2 separate regions of the Acanthopagrus latus genome follow, and region 2 is linked to region 1. Evidence: chromatin contacts called from public Hi-C data. All regions are on one chromosome and are shown on one strand. The core of a region is the stretch at or near the end of the contact, and the rest is flanking DNA. Distances in the headings are between cores, read along the strand shown.

Evidence for each region. A called contact is a pair of places that touch in the nucleus more often than the background predicts.
Region 2: a Hi-C map of liver shows a contact between it and region 1, with 4 times the contacts expected there. The contact joins the promoter of LOC119026729 here to the promoter of LOC119026755 in region 1. A contact is called at or near these places in 2 of 4 Hi-C or Micro-C datasets (liver and muscle).

The regions. Positions count from the first base shown.
Region 1 is chr10:407,919-414,409 of fAcaLat1.1, forward strand. It overlaps LOC119026755 (zinc finger protein 271-like), which reads left to right and starts at 4,200. Exons shown (of 3, transcript XM_037111295.1): 1 at 4,200-4,429. The coding sequence starts at 4,238.
Region 2 is chr10:557,404-563,894 of fAcaLat1.1, forward strand. LOC119026729 (zinc finger protein 239-like) reads right to left here and starts at 2,943. Exons shown (of 3, transcript XM_037111251.1): 1 at 2,629-2,943; 2 at 1,342-2,397. The coding sequence starts at 1,407. LOC119026741 reads right to left here. Exons shown (of 6, transcript XR_005077219.1): 6 at 6,458-6,491. It also overlaps the pseudogene LOC119026720.

The sequences.
Region 1 (6,491 bases), core at 2,950-5,449:
TCTATCACCACAATCTGAACATCTGATATGAAACTTTAATTTTTCTTCGATATTTGTCTTGTTCTTTATTCTCAGTCAGCTCAGCCAATCAGAGGCCAGCTGCTCATGTGTTACCAGGCAGCAGAGTGAAGGTGCTGAGACCTGATCAATAATCCAACAGTCTGTCTGTATAACTCTGATATAAAACTTAAACATGAGCCGCTAAACTGTAAATGTTTCATTCAGACAACTTTCTTACATTAAAACTTTAAAGATTAGAACATCTTTAAAGTCTTTCAACAGTTATTAAAATTATCTTAGTGTATTCAAATAACAAACATCCAGAAACACCAAGAAATCAGTTCTGTAATGATAATGTAGAAGATGTGTGAAGATCTGAAGGTTTGAGAGAATCTTTAATATGAAACTGTCTCAATAATGTGAATAAATCAGTTTCAGTTTATTTACAGTTCAGCTCAGCCAATCAGAGTTTTCATGAAAATATAAACAACTACAACAATTTACATAAATAAACGTGCAGAGAAACATGAAAGTAAAATCTGTAGTAAAGTCTCATTTATTAACTTTATTATCAAAGATCTGTGAGTTATTACAGATCCTGATATTTACTGAGTCTTTCGTTCAGTGAACACAGACGCCCCCTGCTGGTTCATCTTCATCATTAGAACTCACATTTACATTTAACAGACACTTTTGTCCAAAGCAACTTACAATAAGCACATTTGTCACAAGAAAGAAACCACAACATGTCACCGTCAATAGAGTAAATAATATAAGATAGAAACAAATTTCACGCAACCTTTTGACATCAATCCTACGTACAGTTTTATAAATGAGGCCCCTGGTCTCACCTGGTCTCACCTGGTCTCACCTGGTCTCACCTGGTCTCTCATATATATTTTCCTGAACCAAAATGTTTGTAGATATTAATACTTCTGTATTTTGTAATGACACAGAGGTAACACAGTTTACATGAGTCAGTTTGTGACTTGTGAATTGAAGTTTTTCACGTTTCTCAACCTTGTGTAGAAACTTCTGTTCAGTAACATGTTCATCAGTGTGTCGTGTGTTGATGTACGTCAGATAGTCATTGTTCTCTCTGAATGTACGAGATCTAACTAACAGAAAAGCTTTATTTTATTTTGAAGTGAAATAAGGATGTGTGTGTTCTACAGGAGAATCAGTCAGTGGGAGGAAAGATTTTATACAGGAGGAGTTTTAATTAATTCGATCCTAAATGTGAAGGTGAGATTCTGATTCTGATGCTTCTGATGTGGGCAGATGGGTTGGACCCCACTGGAACAGATTCTCTGTCTCAACTTATAACTCTCATCTCTCATGGCAGCAAACCTGCAGGCTGGAAACTAAAGGCTTCCTTTCTGCAACAATCAGATTATCGGTTCATTTTGATGACACTTGGACCAGAGCTCCAAACACTGACCTCCCAGTCTGTGGACCTCTTCTCCGTGGCGGCCCGTCTCTCCAGATTAAAGAGGCGTGGATCAGGGACGCTGGTGAAATCATCTCACTGGGGTCATGTTAGACTTCAGCTCATTCAGTTTAAAATCCTTCCCCAGCTGCACTTTTCTAAGACTAACCTGAATCTCCTGTCTCGGCCACGTGTGATGAATGTAAATCAGCAGACTGACTCTCTGACATCTTCTCTGGTTCTGCTCGGAGCTCACAGGCTTTCAGGCTGACATCGTTCATTTACACAGTGGTATATAGAACAGACATGTGGCTCTGGATCGTCTCTCAGTGATAATAATAATAATAATAATAATAATAATAATCATCATCATAATCATAATAATAATACATTTATTTTTATAGCGCCTTTCAGGGTACCAAAGGACACTTAACAAAATGGAACAAAGGATAAATGAATAAACCAAAAATACATAAGAGATAAAAAATAGAAAAGTTGATTGATTTGGCTGGATCTACAGCCGATAGGCCTTATCAAAAAGACTTTTTAAGTCTCTTTTGAAAGTCTCCAGAGAAGTGTGTTTGTGGATTTTGTTCCAGAGAGCGGAGGCTGTCACACAGGAGGCTCTGTGGCCGAGGGTTTGTAGTTTGGTGTGAGGGATGGAGAGCTGGTGTGTGCCTGATGAGCCCAGCGTCCAGGTCTGGGTGTAGGGGTGGAGGAGGTCAGACTGATATTGGGGGGCGAGGGAAGAGAGATTTATAGATCAGGAGGAGAATTTTGTAAGTGATGCACGATTTAACTGTGAGCCAGTGAAGGTGGATGAGAGTGGAGGTGATGTGTTGCCTGGGCTTGGTGCAGGTGAGGACCCTGGCAGCAGAGTTCTTATTCTTACATTATTCTTATATTGTGCTGTTCTAATGACTCACTCGTTCTCCCCTCCGCTCTACAACAAGCTCTTATGTTTGCTGAGGTCAGTCTGAGAGATGGAAGTCATTACGTCCTCCCTGGTTCAAGACATGACTGAGCGACCTGGTTTCTGGTCTCCACTCAGAGGAAATACAATAAACTCCAGGTTTAAGAAGATCTGGGGCCCTTTCGTTGAACATATCAGCATATTTCCTTTTGTCCTTGTTTTCCATCCACACCTGGACTCTGACATCCTCATCACAGTGGGTCTGCCTGGATCTCTCCTGGTTTCATTTCTGATCTCTTCCTTTCTTAAATTATTTTTATCTGTTCTTTACCTCTATGAGTGGATGCTCTGGGCATCTTGTTAAATTAACTGACATTTGCAGCTGTACACCCTGCTGGAAAAACAGCATCCAGAACCCAAACACAACATAAGCTGGTCTTGCTGGTGAAAAGTCACTAGCAAGACCAGCATATGTTGTGATTTGGTGCTGCATGCTGTTTTTTCCCAGCAGGGCAAATCTGTGACTTTCATGATGATTTATTTCCATAATTTATTGATTGTTTGTTGTGTCTGTAACTGTGTTTTGTTTATAGGACACCCATCAGACAGTGAGTCGGTCATTTTGAACAGGCACAGTGTCGGTCACCTTCTCTGATAGGCAGGACCCCTTTTCACGCATGCGCAGAAGCGATCGGCTGGGAGCTCAGTCCTTCTCCTATAGACATGTATACATAGACGCGTCACTGAGCGCTGGACTGTACGTCGACGTCGCCGCCATCTTGGATGTGGCAGCTCCGCCCCGTGAACTGATACGAGTCAATGGAGGGAACTTTATAAAGCTGCTTCTACAAAATGCTATAAGTTAATGTCTCATTTACACACTTACATACATACAGATATATTCAGGAAACAGAGAGGAACCAAAACACCGTCTGTAACGTTCTGTGGTGATCATAAACATTAACTACTCTGATATGTTCAGTATACGAGTGTTTATAGCTGCTAATGTCTGTAACTCTGTTACTGTGATGATACATGACAGTTAAATATTTAATCTGTGTCTATAATAACCAGATCCTGACATGTGAATGTGACGTCTGTCCACCATAATGTCAACTTGTTTCATTAAATTTAGGTTTAAATATGGACAGCTGACTTCATGATACATGAATCAGAATCAGAAATACTTCACTGATGCCCAACGAGAAACTGCAGCATTACAGATGCTCCCATTCAAAGTCAAGAATATGCAGAAAAATACTACTACTACTAATAATAATAAAACCATATGGTGCATATTTATAATAGTATCCTACTGCAACTTTACTTTTACCATTAAATGTTCTTGTATACATTATCATGTGTTATAATGATCTGTCACGGAGTATATCTCTGTACTGCTGCTGCAGTTTCTGATCTTGATTTGCAGACTTTGTTCATTTTTTGTCGCCATGATTGTTATTATTAGTACTTAGATCATTGGAAATCACTGTATTTATAAAAACGACATTGGTGCTTTTCATTCACACAGATAATAATAATTCACATTTACACGTCAGGATGTGGTTATTATGGAAGGATTCAATATCTAACCGTCATGTATCATCACAGTAACAGAGTTACAGACATCAGCAGCTGTAAACACTCAAATAAAACATTATAAAATCCATCCTGTGGTTTGGTGCCGACCTGTATATACGGAGTAGTTCATGTTTATAATCATCAGAGAACGTTCCAGACATTGTTTTTGGTTCCTCTGTGTTTCCTGAATGTATCCGTACGTATGTGAATGTGTAAATCAGAGACATTAACTTACAGCACTTTGTAGAAGGATCTTTATAAAGTTCACTCTGTTTACTTGTATTAGTTCACGGGGCGGAGCTGCCACATCCAAGATGGCGGCGACGTCGACGTATCGCAGAAGCAGGCGTCTATGTGCATGTCTGTGCTTTCTCCCGTCCACAGAGCGGAGTGAGGAGGAGGAGGAGGAGCCACCGCAGCCATTTTGTGACTACAGGACTGAAGGTAGAGTGAAGAAGACGAAGAAGAAGAAGAAGAAGATGAAGAAGATGAGTGCTACCACGAAGGTGAGTGTTTGAACCGTGTGTGTGTGTGTGTGTGTGTGTGTGTGTGTGTGTGTGTGTGTAGCCTGTTAGCTGCAGCATCAGTGTCTAAGTGGCCGTTTAACATTTAATAGCTAGACTGGATATGTATTGCCGATATCTTTAATTCAGTTCTTACTAGTCTAAAAGAACATTTCAGATATCCATCAGATATCCATCCATTCTGACTAGTGAGAATACAGTTTTGACTAGGAGAAATGCTGTTATGGCTCTAAAATGCAATTACAGAGAGGAGTGTGGTCGAATAATGTTAAAACGGCTTGTCATACAGTCTCAGCACATCCAACACGTAGTCCCGTCTGTGTCAGTTCGGACCTCGTGTCTCAGGACGTTTAATTAATCGATCAGACTTCATCAGTAGAATAACAACGACCTCATCCTGAAACCAGACATCTGTTAGCATGTTAGCATGTTAGCACTTTGTGTCCTCTCGTCTCAGAGTCTGTTGATGTGTTTTCAGTTGAATGTGTGTAATAAGCTGTGAGGTATCAGGCTGAACATGTTACAGGTTCTATTCATCATTAATGTCCCACAGTTTAATCCTGAAGCTCTTCATGTGCTAACAACAGTTAGCGGTTGCTAACAAGTGTCTGAATGAGACTACAGAGGTTGTCGGGGACATTAAACGTCCTCACAGCAACACGGAGACTCATCTACTCACTAGTCCGTCTTTACAGGCCACTTTAGTTCCACACTGTTCTAACTCTGACTTTACAACTTGTTCATTGATCAGTTTATAGAAAACCTGGATAGTAGACTCTTAGTGGTGGAGACGTTTCAGTCATGTGACCGTGATGTCGTCTGTTTGTAGCCTAGCATTAGCTTCTTACTGCTACACAGTTAATGTAGCTTCACACATCACAGAGTTCATCTGTGGAGATTATCTGGACACACAGAACCTGGACGGATCAGAACCTTCAGCTTATGTTCTGTGATAATCCAGAATACAGTTCAATAATTTCAGAGTCCCTGCAGATATAGAGAGTTGAAGTCACGGCCCTCTGGTGGACCCACAGGACCGGATGTGTTCCAGTAGAGAGATGATAAAGTACTGATCCGGTCTGAACGGCGTCATCAGTCACATGTGATGTTTGTCAGTTTGTCTTCAGACTGAAAACACGTCGTCATTAAAGACGTCACAGAGTCTTAAACACTGTAGAGCTGCTCCTGTATATCAGCTCACAGAACAGAACCAGAACTGCCGTTGTCAGTATGAGCAGATTTATTGTGATGTTCATCTTGTTCAGAACCTTTTCTGACCCAGTTGGCTCCATGTTGGTTCTGGTGCCGTGCTGATGAGACGATGTAGTTCACTGAGATTTAACACTAAACTACATGAGGTTTGAATTTAATGTCAACAAACTGACAAACATTGTGTGAGATTCTGACCCAGTTCAGACCGGATCAGCACTTTATCTGTGTGTATCTGACTCCAGCTCTCTGTCACGGCAGGTGAAGACTTCATGTTGTAATCTGGTCGTCTGATGACAAAACACTTCAATGTGTCGAACAATCAACCAAAACAAACAGAATCTGAGAGTTTATTGTCAGAAATGTGGATTTATGACAGAACTTCTTCAGCTTCTCTCAGACACAAACATAAATAAGAAGTTGTATAAAAGAAGTCCGTCGTCGTCACACAGCGGATGTTTTCCTGTGACATCACGCTGATGGTTTAAAGAATCATTTTTATCCTGATTGATCAGCAACTGAAAAGACAACAAATAGTGAAAGTCTGAAGGGACAAATGTCAAAGTACAGCAACATCTGATGAGTCGTTAGCTTCTGTTAGACAGCAGCTAACATTAGCAATCAACCACTTCCATGCTAACATACTGCTGGACACATTTCTTTAATCCTGGAGGTGAAACACGCTGCATGTAATCAGACATTATTGTTAGCTAGGAAGTAGCTGAATGCTAACGTTAGCTAACGGGTTATCAAATATGTTTTTTTACCTCAAGATATGTCGGGATGCCCCTCCAGGTTTCACTGTGCAGTAACTTTACAGCTGCTGCTCGACCTC
Region 2 (6,491 bases), core at 1,693-4,192, 150 kb after region 1:
ACGACCCCGTCCAACACCTCCAACAAAGCAGACACCAGGAGAACAAAAGAGGATGCTCACCTCCACCATCATGAAGGGGGAGGAGAGACCAACACTTCACACCTGGATGAAAAGGCCCAACCCTAGCCCCATTCACACTGCCATTTGCATGCGGCAGTTCCCCACACACTCCTCTGTGTGAAAGTTTCAGATGCGGGGGGGACTTCACTCCGGTGCTGATCCACCTCTGCAGGTAGTATCAGGGCACATTACTGGTGAGCCTCCCCAGTGTGAACAGATACGCCAGCGGCGCAGAGCGCGGGCGTGATGGTCTGACAATCTGATAACTACACAGGACCTTTACTCAACTAAATACAGAGAAATGTCCCAGTAACATAGTAACTGTCTTTGTTTGTGCTCCTGTCTGTCCTACCGACTCCTCGTCACATTTCTGACAAAAAACAGCCCTCCAGACCGAGACTTCAGGGAACTTTCCCCCAGAGAACAGCCTCCGTCCCCACGAGTGAGAGTCAGACAGCGACCTGTTTACCGATGGTGATTATTAATAATGTAATTTAGTGCAAAAACGTGAAAGCATCCATAAGAAACTGTCCATGGGTTTAGATTGACAGAAGGACACCTGGGAAACACCACCGTCATCAACATGATGTGTACCATCACGCCTCTTTGTGAATATCACGGCGGTAGAGATGCTTCGCTCTGTGTGAATCACCATCGGCGGAGAATTGGCAAACTACCGCTCCAGAGATAATGCGGAGATCAATTAATGAATCTTATTTGTCAATAAAGTCAGCAAAAGGCTCAAAATGGCGTCTCTGCAGGTTTTGTTTTGTTTTGGCCAACCACTTCAACACCAAACACTTTGTCTAGAGGAACATTTGAGGAGCAGAACCAGACCATGTTGGACTGAGCGACTGGTGACGATCAGAACAGCAGCTGATTATCTGGACTCAGATCTCTGACAAAGATGACAGATGAAGTTGGACGTGATCAGAACAGCAGCTGATTATCTGGACTCAGATCTCTGACAAAGATGACAGATGAAGTTTGGACCTGCAGGAAGTTTCTGTTCACAGCAGAAGGAAGACGTGAAGACAAGATGGCCGACAGTAAACAAAAGGTCCAAACACACAGTCACGTTTGTTCTGAACCGACACCAACACGAGCAGCAGCAACAACAATGAAGCAGAAGTGACAACAAGCTTTCATTTCTTCAGTCTCTTCCAGATGGAACCAGAACCTACAGAGACATTTAGAAATCTGACCCTGGACCAGAACAACAGAGTAGAGGGACCTGATGACACACAGAACATCCTACATCATGATGTCATGACCACTGACCTGAACGCTGCTTCCGCCAGAGCATGTGCTTCCTGTTCTTCTGGGGTTCTGGTTCTGGTTCTCCATCGTCCTGCAGGTCTCCTCTGTGTCCTGGATTCTGTCCGGAGCTCTTCAGGCTCACATGTAAGAGTGTGACGTGAGGGGCGGTCCTGTTCTGCCCACTGCTCTGATTGGTTCATGGCCCTCTTCTTCTATTATTTAACATTGTGTTTCATCGTCTACTTTAATATTTCATTTATATCTTTATCTCTTGTTTCCATTCACGCAGTATTTCTATTTCTACTTTGCACAGAACATCTGTACCAAAAACATCAATACAGTTTCTGATTCTGAATTAAAATGTTTTAACTGATCAGAGACATGAAAACATCACACGTGTATTGATACACAGAACAAATATTGTGTAAACGCTTATTTAATGAAGTAAACTCATTTAAACAGAAGAGACGTTTGAACATTAACGAGTTTCCTAATCAATAATCGACTGTTGAAACTGCAACATGTAAGATTTTCACTGAAAACACAACTTTAAATCAGCAACATCGTCCGATGTTTCTGCTCTTCAGTCTGAGGGTTTCGTCCAGGTCCAAAAGAACCAGACCAAGATCAACAGAACCAATAATAACAATAAAAAAAACACTGAACATTTGTCAGTTTACATCTGAGAAAGTAAAAGTCTGTGGCACAAAATATCAATGAAGCAAATATCAAATATCAGTGTTTCTGTTAAAAGACAAAGAAAAAGTGTCAAATGACATAAAACATAAAATCTTTGTTGAATCATTTAAACAGTTTAACCGACACGTTTGTCAGTTTGTCTTCCAAAGGCTGTTTCACAACACACAATAACACACACAGTTCAGTGAGAGGAACATCAATATCAATATCAATATCAATATCACTGATTGATGGAAATACAGCCCTGTATTAAATTATAAGATCAAACAACTGTTAACTCTTCATTGATCAGAGTATCGATGGTCAGCTGAACTGATGATGATGATGATGATGATGATCGGCCTGCAGGTGCCCGAGTTTACTGGACCGGGTCAGAAGCTGAAATATCACCACGTGACGCAAGAGATCAATGATATGTTGTAGTGACGTGGCGGAAACAACCTGCAGATCTGATGGTGTTTGTCTGAACTGCTTCTGTGTTTGTGTGACAAAATGACACAAAATGGTCATAAACTCCAGAACAGAACCTTAAAACATGAGTCGGCTTCATGGATCGATACCTGGAAACATGCAGAACAGAACCACCGACAGTGAGCCGACAACACGAACCTCTCTGCTCCGGTGGTTCGGGTCTCTGCTCCGGTGGTTCGGGTCTCTGCTCCGGTGGTTCGGGTCCATTCCGTTCTTGTGGTGCCACTGGTCGCTGGGATCCGGGAGGTTTGCTCTGTGACCCGGTCCGTGTTCTGTCCGGTAACTTCCGGCTGATACAGGAGCACTGCTAAATCTCGCGAGGCCTCCGTGTTCCCGCGGTCACACAGCGTCACTTGTGCTGCGTTCAGGGCACAAAAAGAGGTCGGATATCCGGATGCATTCTGGGAACATTTAAACGGAGCTAACGTATTAAAAAACACATTCGAGCTAATATGAATGAATGCTTTATTTCAAGCATGTGAACAGTATGACACAGTTGAAGCTCTGGACGATAAAACCCTCTGTGTGTTTGAAAAGGAAGAAGAACAAGCTTGTTAATTCCTCCCACAAGCAGCTGTTCAGACTGTAGGTGTTAAGAGTTCCGAGGTCCCGTGAACGCAGCAGACGCGGTAACATCACGAGAACACACCAGGTGGTTTTGACTTGGCTGCTGACCTGAAACGAATCATAAAATATGATTTAAATCATTTAGTCGTCTGTGACTGAAGTTTAATATTTCAGGACTTTTGTTTCTCTTCAGCTGCGGTTCAGTCGGATCAGAAGGTGTCAAGCTCCGCCCACTGCTCTGATTCGTTCTCGGCTCTCAGGACCGCCCCCACGTCACACTCTTATATGTGAGCCTGAAGAGCTCCGGACAGAATCCAGGACACAGAGGAGACCTGCAGGACGATGGAGAACCAGAACCAGAACCCCAGAAGAACAGGAGGCGCGGGCACTGACGACAGCAGCATTCAGGTCAGTGGTCATGACGTCATGATGTAGGATGTTCTGTGTGTCATCAGGTCAAATGTCTCTGTAGGTTCTGGTTCCATCTGGAAGAGACTGAAGAAATGAAAGCTTCACTTCTGCTTCACTGTTGCTGCTGGTCGTGTTGGTGTCGGTTCAGAACAAACGTGACTGTGTGTTTGGACCTTTTGTTTACTGTCGGCCATCTTGTCTTCACGTCTTCCTTCTGCTGTGAACAGAAACTTCCTGCAGGTCCAAACTTCATCTGTCATCTTTGTCAGAGATCTGAGTCCAGATAATCAGCTGCTGTTCTGATCACCAACATTTTGACACCATTTTCAGCCTTTTGCAGACTTTTTATTGACAAATAAGATTCGATCATCAGCTGCAGCACAAAATATTACTGAAGCATTGAATCAATAAAGTCAACAGGTTCTGGCTCCTGTTAATGTTCTCAGCAACACTAGAGAACAGCTGTGTAGTCTTCAACACGAGTACAGATAAACCCAGATCTCCAGGGTCCAGGTTCAGGGGCTCCATCCTGACTCCTGTAGAACCAGAGCCAGGCCTGTTGCTGCTCTCTGTATTGGGCCTTTTCATCCAGGTGTGAAGTGTTGGTCTCTCCTCCCCCTTCATGATGGTGGAGGTGAGCATCCTCTTTTGTTCTCCTGGTGTCTGCTTTGTTGGAGGTGTTGGACGGGGTCGTCTCGACAGCATTCAGCCAAAGTGAGTCGTTTGGCCTGGGGGATAATTGTGGAGGTGGAGTGCAGAGGTCAGGCTGAGGGTGGAGGAGGGTTCTGACCAGCTGAGGGGGGAAGTGGAGGATGATGGTGTAAACTGTGAAGATGGAGTCCATGACGAGGATCCTCTTAAAGGAGCATTCTGTAGTTTTAGAGAAGAACCAAACTCTTCATGTAGCTGTGTCAGAGCTCTGAGGTGTGTTTGGGCTCATTGTGGGTTCTGTTGGGTCAGGGTGCAGTCTGAACACATCTTTCAGCACCTGGTTTCACCAGGTCCAAACTCTGCTGTCATTCTCAGACGTTCTGGTTCAGGTTAACAGGACAGTTAGAGAGCTCGTCAGCGTGGCGTCAAACTGTTGGACGCTGCTGTACGTACAGAACTTCACATCATGTGACACCTGATGTAAAACAGCCTTCTGTCTGGACTTTGATGTCTCTGTCTGCAGCTGCAACAGTTGGACTTCTGGAGGATCAGTGGATGATTTTCTCATGTTGACTTAAAGATCATTTAATGTTTTGAATAGTTCATCTCACTGTCTCTTTCTTTCTGTTGCCATAGAAACAGGGAGGATCAAAGGGACAGGAGCAGTCACACAAAATACCAACATCACCAAAGAAATCAGTTGGCTTGAGAGGTCACACCGGAGGGAAACCACATGGGTGTGATCAGTGTGGGAAAACTTTTGCTACATCCGCTTCCCTAAAAACCCACCAAAGGATTCACACAGCTGTGATGAGTGTGGGAAGTCTTTCCTATCTAAGGCTACGCTGAAAATCCATCAACGCATTCACACGGGAGAGAAACCGTACGGCTGCGAGGAATGTGGCCAACACTTCAGAACAACGGGTGACCTCAGAGTCCATCGCCGCGCTCACACTGGAGAGAGACCGTACGGCTGTGACCAGTGTAGCAAAGCCTTCTTAACGTCAGGTGACCTGAACATCCACAAACGTGTTCACACTGGAGAGAGACCTTACAGCTGCGACCAGTGTGGAAAAGCTTTCTCAACTCGAGGTTACTTTCGGATCCATCGTCGTTTGCATACAGGAGAGAAACCATACAGCTGTGAATACTGTGAGAAAACCTTCACGACTCAAAGCAGCTGGTCAATCCACCTTAAAATACACCGCGGAGAGAAGCCGCATCAGTGTGACCAGTGTGGGAAAAGTTTCCTTCTGCCAAATCATCTAAAACTACATCAATACATTCACACAGGAGAAAGACCCTACCCCTGTGAGCGATGTGACAAAGCCTTTTCTAATCCAGGCGGTTTAAAAAGACATTATATTGTTCACTCCGGGGAGAAACCATACGGCTGTGACCAGTGTGGGAAAGGCTTTGCGAGAACTGGTGGCCTTAAATCCCACGAGCAAATTTGCAAGAGAAACCGCATCTCTGAGACCCCCGTGGAGATTCTGCTGTCCGAGCCGGTGACCTCCATCTCTCCCGTCACTCACATGATGCAGGAGTGAAGATCTGTCGGAACTTGTGTGGTACCAACGTGTTTCAGTGAACCACTCATTAATTCTGCAATTATGACTTTAGATTTAATTTCAACACATTTGGAAATGAATTTGTATTGAAGTTGTCGTGTTTTTATTCCACTTAAAATCATCTTTCGTTCAAAAACAGTGGCGTGTTCAACATTCAACACAAAACTGCTAATTTCTGCCACTGAAGAGCTTGATGAAAGAAATGTTCCTGTTATGAGTTGTAATAAAAGTTGAAATCATGAGGAAAAAGAATTTTTACTTTTTATTTGATAACTTTGAGTCATTATTTGGTGATTAAAGTGATAATGTGAAGAAAAGTCCAGATTTATTCTGATGAAAGTCAAAATTAAAAAGTTTTCACGATTCTTTAACTGTGAGCTTCAGTAGAAACTCTGAATTATTCCTTTAAATGTGCTGAATGGTGGAGTGTTGTGATTGGTGCAGGGCCTCCATATTGTTCCACTTCTACTTGTCTTTCTTTTTCTTTTATTTGAACACAATAGCCATGTTTGATTTGTAGGAAGTCGTCTGGAACTGGATGCAAGAACTAAATGTGACTCTGGTTTCTGTTAAAAGGTTCTGTTCTGGTCATCAACGGGCCTGAATGACACCGTCTGACCCATAACATGAAACTAGTTCAGAGATAGTCTGAGATGCTCTGACAGATGTGAGGATTATAACTGACCTGTAACAACAGGTGGTCCTGCAGCTGTGACTGTTCACATGTTCAAAGAGAACTCGCGTAATAAACTTCTTGAATGTTAAACTTGTGTTAATACTTTTTATTTCCAGTTTCTCTGA